Regions from separate parts of the Gasterosteus aculeatus genome. Here region 1 is linked to region 2. Evidence: chromatin contacts called from public Hi-C data. All regions are on one chromosome and are shown on one strand. The core of a region is the stretch at or near the end of the contact, and the rest is flanking DNA. Distances in the headings are between cores, read along the strand shown.

The links. Hi-C and Micro-C count contacts between places; a contact is called where the count stands out from the background.
Region 1: a contact with region 2 is called in a Hi-C map of skeletal muscle, with 2.9 times the contacts expected there. The contact joins the enhancer-like site here to the promoter of ankrd50l in region 2. A contact is called at or near these places in 2 of 6 Hi-C or Micro-C datasets (liver and skeletal muscle).

Annotation. Positions count from the first base shown.
Region 1 is chr16:4,471,235-4,473,934 of fGasAcu3.hap1.1, reverse strand. LOC120833819 (polycystin-1-like protein 2) reads left to right here. Exons shown (of 44, transcript XM_078091399.1): 44 at 312-686. The coding sequence ends at 482. Among protein-coding and RNA genes, the nearest start is that of LOC120833819, 28 kb to the left of the region's middle. Within about 2 kb of position 1,409, at least 2 of the 9 cell types and tissues checked have open chromatin away from gene starts, as enhancers often do. A contact at or near this core is called in liver, where this site is marked.
Region 2 is chr16:4,403,057-4,405,756 of fGasAcu3.hap1.1, reverse strand. ankrd50l (ankyrin repeat domain 50-like) reads left to right here and starts at 1,443. Exons shown (of 5, transcript XM_040200759.2): 1 at 1,443-1,614.

The DNA of each region.
Region 1 (2,700 bases), core at 160-2,659, 68 kb before region 2:
CAAAATGGATTTTCTGGTGGCACTTGGATCAATATCACTACTTAGCCATTGCAGTTGCTTAGTAACCGCCTCTTTTCACATTCTTAAACAAACAATGGTACACCTGCATGTTTGTTTTCCCCAGTAACTAATAGATGACATTCTTATTTTGAGTTCTTCACATTGCTTCGAAAGAATAAAAAAAGATGGAAGTACAAAATGAGTTCACGTGTCACATGATATGTCTTCAAGTGACACTTCAGTGAATAAAGATGAACTCTCAACGTCTTATAACACCAACATGATTTCATCACCTGCCCTTTCTTACCCAGCCCTCAGACGAGGAGGAGATAGTCGACCTGATGCTGAAGAATATCTGTAGTCTCTTCGGGATCAGATATGAAGAAACGAATGACGTCCACACGCCTGATGCGAAGGAGGACGGTGGCGTAAACATGAACAACAGCAGAAATATTCTTAACCATACAAAAGTTGATTTTTAGTTGAGTTCTATTTGTGTGCACTAATATTCATATGTGTGTTTTTTAGAAAAGCTGTCCTTTTTTAGAAAAGCTGTCCATATATATATATATATATAAATTCACAATACAACAGTTAGAAAACAACAATTAAACGATTTAAAACTCTAGTTTGACGTGTTATTTACTATAATGTATGTTACAATATAATAAAAAATGAGCACTTTTTGTGTTGTGTCATTAAATGTGTTGTGGCGATTAAAGAGCACAATGGCAATCAGCGCTAAGGCTCTATTCCTATTAGTTACTTTTCTATTTTCAGCCAACATTGTTTTGGCTACAGTAATGGTTACCGTGGTAACAGCAGGTGCGGTTTAACCGAGACAACCGTCATTAGCAGTGGATCAGTTTATACAGCGCGGGATCAACTGCTCTGTTCTTCCTTTTCTCTTTCTATAAGTCTATTAAGAAGGACGTGCAGAAATGGACCATTGTCTGCACATAACGTGTACCTGAAGGTGGGTGTAAAGGTAAACAATGCAGGTTGTGTCTATCTTAACGTTGTCCAAGGTCAAGTCCCCTAACGAGACACTACAATGATGTGTGTGTGTTTTATGAAATGTACACACTGCAGGGGAAATACTGTTTACTGAGCAAACGCCTCTGTTGATACAAAGCAAGCGATACATATAAAAAACATATTGTAAAAGTTTATAGTTTAACAGACAACACAGGTGTGGCCTCACCAATGTAGCAGCGACGCGACATGACGTGGAGAGGTGAATCACATGAAGGTAATGTTACCACTCCAAACAGCATGACATGAGATTACAAACTAATGATTTCATCAAAGCAAGATAGGTACCCACATAAACGTTTTAACATTGACCTTTCTATCTGTTTAGAGGCAACATGAGGTCTATTTCCTCATAGTCACCAGGAAACGATGACATTGGTACGGACCTGGTTCTAAACAAAACACACTGACCTTCGGACTGTTGTGCAATTCTTCCAGTGCAACCAGCAACAGTTTTCCAAACAGTTTTTTGCATAACTGCAGGTTCTCTAAAACTCTCAAAATATTTTGTTCACAAAGGAAGCACTAGATGGCAGTCTAATATAGGCACATTTGGAGAGTAGTAATCTAAGTGCATATTACATAGTTTGAATTACAGCGGTTACAAAGGCAAGTGCATAATTTGAAATTGTATTGTTTGGTCAATACCAAATATTTAATCAAAATAAATGTGTTTGTGTTGCAAACTGTTTTTTTGTGTTGTCAATTGGCTGATTACTGATATAAAGAAACTGGGAAACTTGAAGCAACAATAATGAAGGGAAAACAATTGTGAAGAAGTGTTTAAATTAGATGGAATTGAATTATACTCATGTCTAAAAAAGTGTAACTTTGTTTTTGTAATCCAAACCTCATTACATCTGCACCCCCTCGTCACAGACTCTATTATGCGTCACGTTTTGCACCATTCTCATAGCAAAGGCAAAAGAAGAAGGTCCGAAGCTCAACTGCATCAGCATCTCAGTAATCCTCTTCAGATTGGTCTCAGCTCATCAACTATACTGCTCATACTTACTTTCCTAAGTAGGTACCAAAGCAGAAGAACACCTGTGTCATAGGACCTCAAGGATGGAAAGTTATAAATCATTTGTTGTTCTTCTTTAATATTTTTATTTGCACCACTGATTGATTCACGGCCTTTAAATGAAAAGGCTATCAAATTGTTTGTTTTTTTATCGCCGTATTAAAGTATTTTTACTTTCACTACATACGCACCTCGCTCTACAGTTTCAGGACCCATTGAGAAAGTTGAATCCCTTCATGTGACAGTAGGACAAGCCATTAGCATTTGCACAGACTTCCTAAGGTTCTGATACAGAGTTGAGAGAGGGGAATGAAAGCAGTGAAGCTCTTATCAATTACATCAAATTACAACGTGCCAATGATTTTAGGAATATTGCAGCACCCGTTGCCCGTCCTGACGCCAACCCATTGTGCAGTGTACCTACTTTAGGATCCAGCGCATTAAACGCATTAAATTTTTTTTTTACTAAATTCATCTGCATTCAATCAAATGACCATGTACGATAGTCACACACGTTCCATCTGTTGTCATTGGGAATCCAATAGTGAACAGTGAACAAACCGATCACTTTGGATCGAGCTCTGCGTCGTGACCGAGGATGGAAAAGCTGGTTTTCAGACCAGAACACATTGTTTGTTCTG
Region 2 (2,700 bases), core at 194-2,693:
GCAGGAGAAAGCTCAAGTTTAGTTATGGAGACAAATGAAGCTGCATGCAGAATGTGATTGATAAAAGTAATTATACGGGTCATTGGCCTACATTAACCTGGACATCATTTGCTGAGGACCAAAACTGAGGAAATACTTCATTATATTAACAATCATTTTTTGGGCAATTAGGTTTTAATATGGTGAAATTTGTTAAGAGTGTGTGTGTGCAAGATAAAACTGCAACAATCATTGACTTTGATTTGATAATATCTCTTTGGGACCAAAAGGAAATGACGATACCGACAGTCTGAGTAAACGATGAAGGTAATTATGACGTGTTTGGGCAAAAAATCTATTCACTAAAAAAATATTGGATTTTGACTTGCCTGTAAATTTTGTTTTCAGACCAAAATTCATTTTTAGCAACAAATTTGAACAAAGTATAACTTCAAACTCTTTATTAAACGTTGTATTCTGTGAAAGTTAATGAAAAAGAAACGTGACCCAACTTCAGCTCAACAGCTTTGACCGAAGTCTGTTGTTATTCAGGCCAGTAGAGGGCTCCCCTGTAAACAGAGAGGACTGACTGACCTCCACGCTGGACACATATTATCATCATGAGAGAGGAGCTCCACTCATGACATCATCATGCAATTTGCATGCTGTTGACAAAAGTCCTTATTTTCAGAGCAGACATTTTTGGTGTTTGTATGAGCATGTCAGAATGTGGAGTATTGGCTGACGGGTGAAGAGGTCATTTCTCAGTTCACTGTGAGGTCAGTCGTGATCGTAAGACGGTTTAAAGTTCCCATGCAAAGCAGAATTTGAAGCACGGTTTATCAAGTTGGGATATAAAAAAGGAAAAAATTCCTTGGAGTCAGCAGGACATTCTGCTGCAATTGTTGGAAGAACAATTTAGGAAGAACTCAGGGCGTCTTACTGGGACCACCCACAAAAGACCGAATTGGTCACAGTCCTTTATCCAAACTATGTACAAAAGGCATTCACATCTTTTTGAGCAGTTACATTTTTAATTACAGTGTGTAGTAAATACATCAGTCAAAACTGCAGAGAATACTATTTTAAGTTGAATTTGAATTTAGAATTTAGACACAATTTCATATTCATACATTCTGACATACGACTAACTACGCATGAGGACAAATCAAATCACTATATCACATTTGCAACGTAAAAATAAAAGATCCTGAAACCGAATCTTAGATAAGATCATCTATTTTTTCTACTTTACTGTATTTCATCATTTTGACTTTAAAACCTCCTCCTACTTTTGAAGGTTTAAAGACAAGAATCAAGACCCCGTGTAGTCAGTGAGAGAGAGACCGCGAGGCTCCTTTCACTTTTGTTCTTCCTCTCTCGATAGAACATCCTTTTTAACAGAACGCACGGAAGCAGCGCGCGCGCGAGGGAGAGAGAGAGAGAGGGAGGGAGAGAGAGAGAGAGAGAGAGAGAGAGAGAGAGACGCCCTGCCTCCCCACGAGAGAAGGAAGACGGAGAAGGACACCGCTGCACTAAAGCAGGACCTCCGCACTGCTTCACCTCCCACCTGATGGTGCGGAGGGCCGTGGACACGCGCGGCGAGAATCCGGCGGAGCGGCGCGTGCGTGTGAGGTAAAGCGCGTCCGCGCGGTCCGATGAGCGGCCACGGTGGACTCTTTGCGTCGCGTGTGTTTGTGCGTGTTTGTTCTGTTCACAGCGGCGTCGACAACTTGCGCGTGATTAACGGGCTGTCGGTCCGACACGCAGCTGTACGGTGGGTTTGTTTGTGACGTCACAGCCGGGGGGGGGAAGCGTGATCTCATCGTTGAGGAAGAACGCACCTGTTGAGCCCGAGCAGAGACGGATCACAGGGAACTTAATACTTAATACGCGGGGCTCAATGCAAATGTGAAACAGGAAAAGACCCAGTTTATCGCTATAGTGAAAAACTCCTTTGCACATACATGTATTGATTTACGATTTGGCTGACGTGGAACACATTATTGAATACGGTGTTTAATCTCTCGAATATTAGAGTCATTGATGTCTTATTGTCACCCAATGGCGCGTTTCGATGTGTGGAGCAATTCAAGTCTTCAGGAAGAGGGAGTTTCAGATCGTGGTCAAACCGTTGCGTTACTTCGGGGCCCATCACGTGATGCCATTGGGTCCACACCCGCTTCCCATTGACCTGCTTGGGGCAAGAGACCTCTGCCAATCAGTGAGCGACTTTAGTCATTAGGTAAATTATCTTTCTCGTGCTAACCGTTGAGTCGGCCCAGCTAAAATAATTGAAGTGGAAAAATGCACTAAATTCTTAAGTTATTTTTCCTTGCTCCGTTCATGTGACCAAGACCAAGACCTGGACCGACTGCGGGGGGTACAGGGTCAGCGGGGTCGCGAGGTTCAGGTAGCGAGCTCGCTCTTTGGGCAACATCTCTTGGAGATGAATAAGGCATAGTTCATATTTTATTGAAATGCTTTAGATGGACTAGAGGATGAATTCCATTAGGGCTAGCCCCCCCCCCTCTCCGTTTTCAGTGTTTATGCTAAGCTAAGCTAACCAGCTTCAGACTCCAGCATCATATTCTCACCACAGAGAGGAGAGTGCTATCAATCTCAATCAAACCCCCCATGTCCTCGTTCTAGGCAGTTACCGTTTCTTAATTGAAAACAGTGTATCCATCCTCCTTGGTAGTACTTGTACATTGTCTTCAC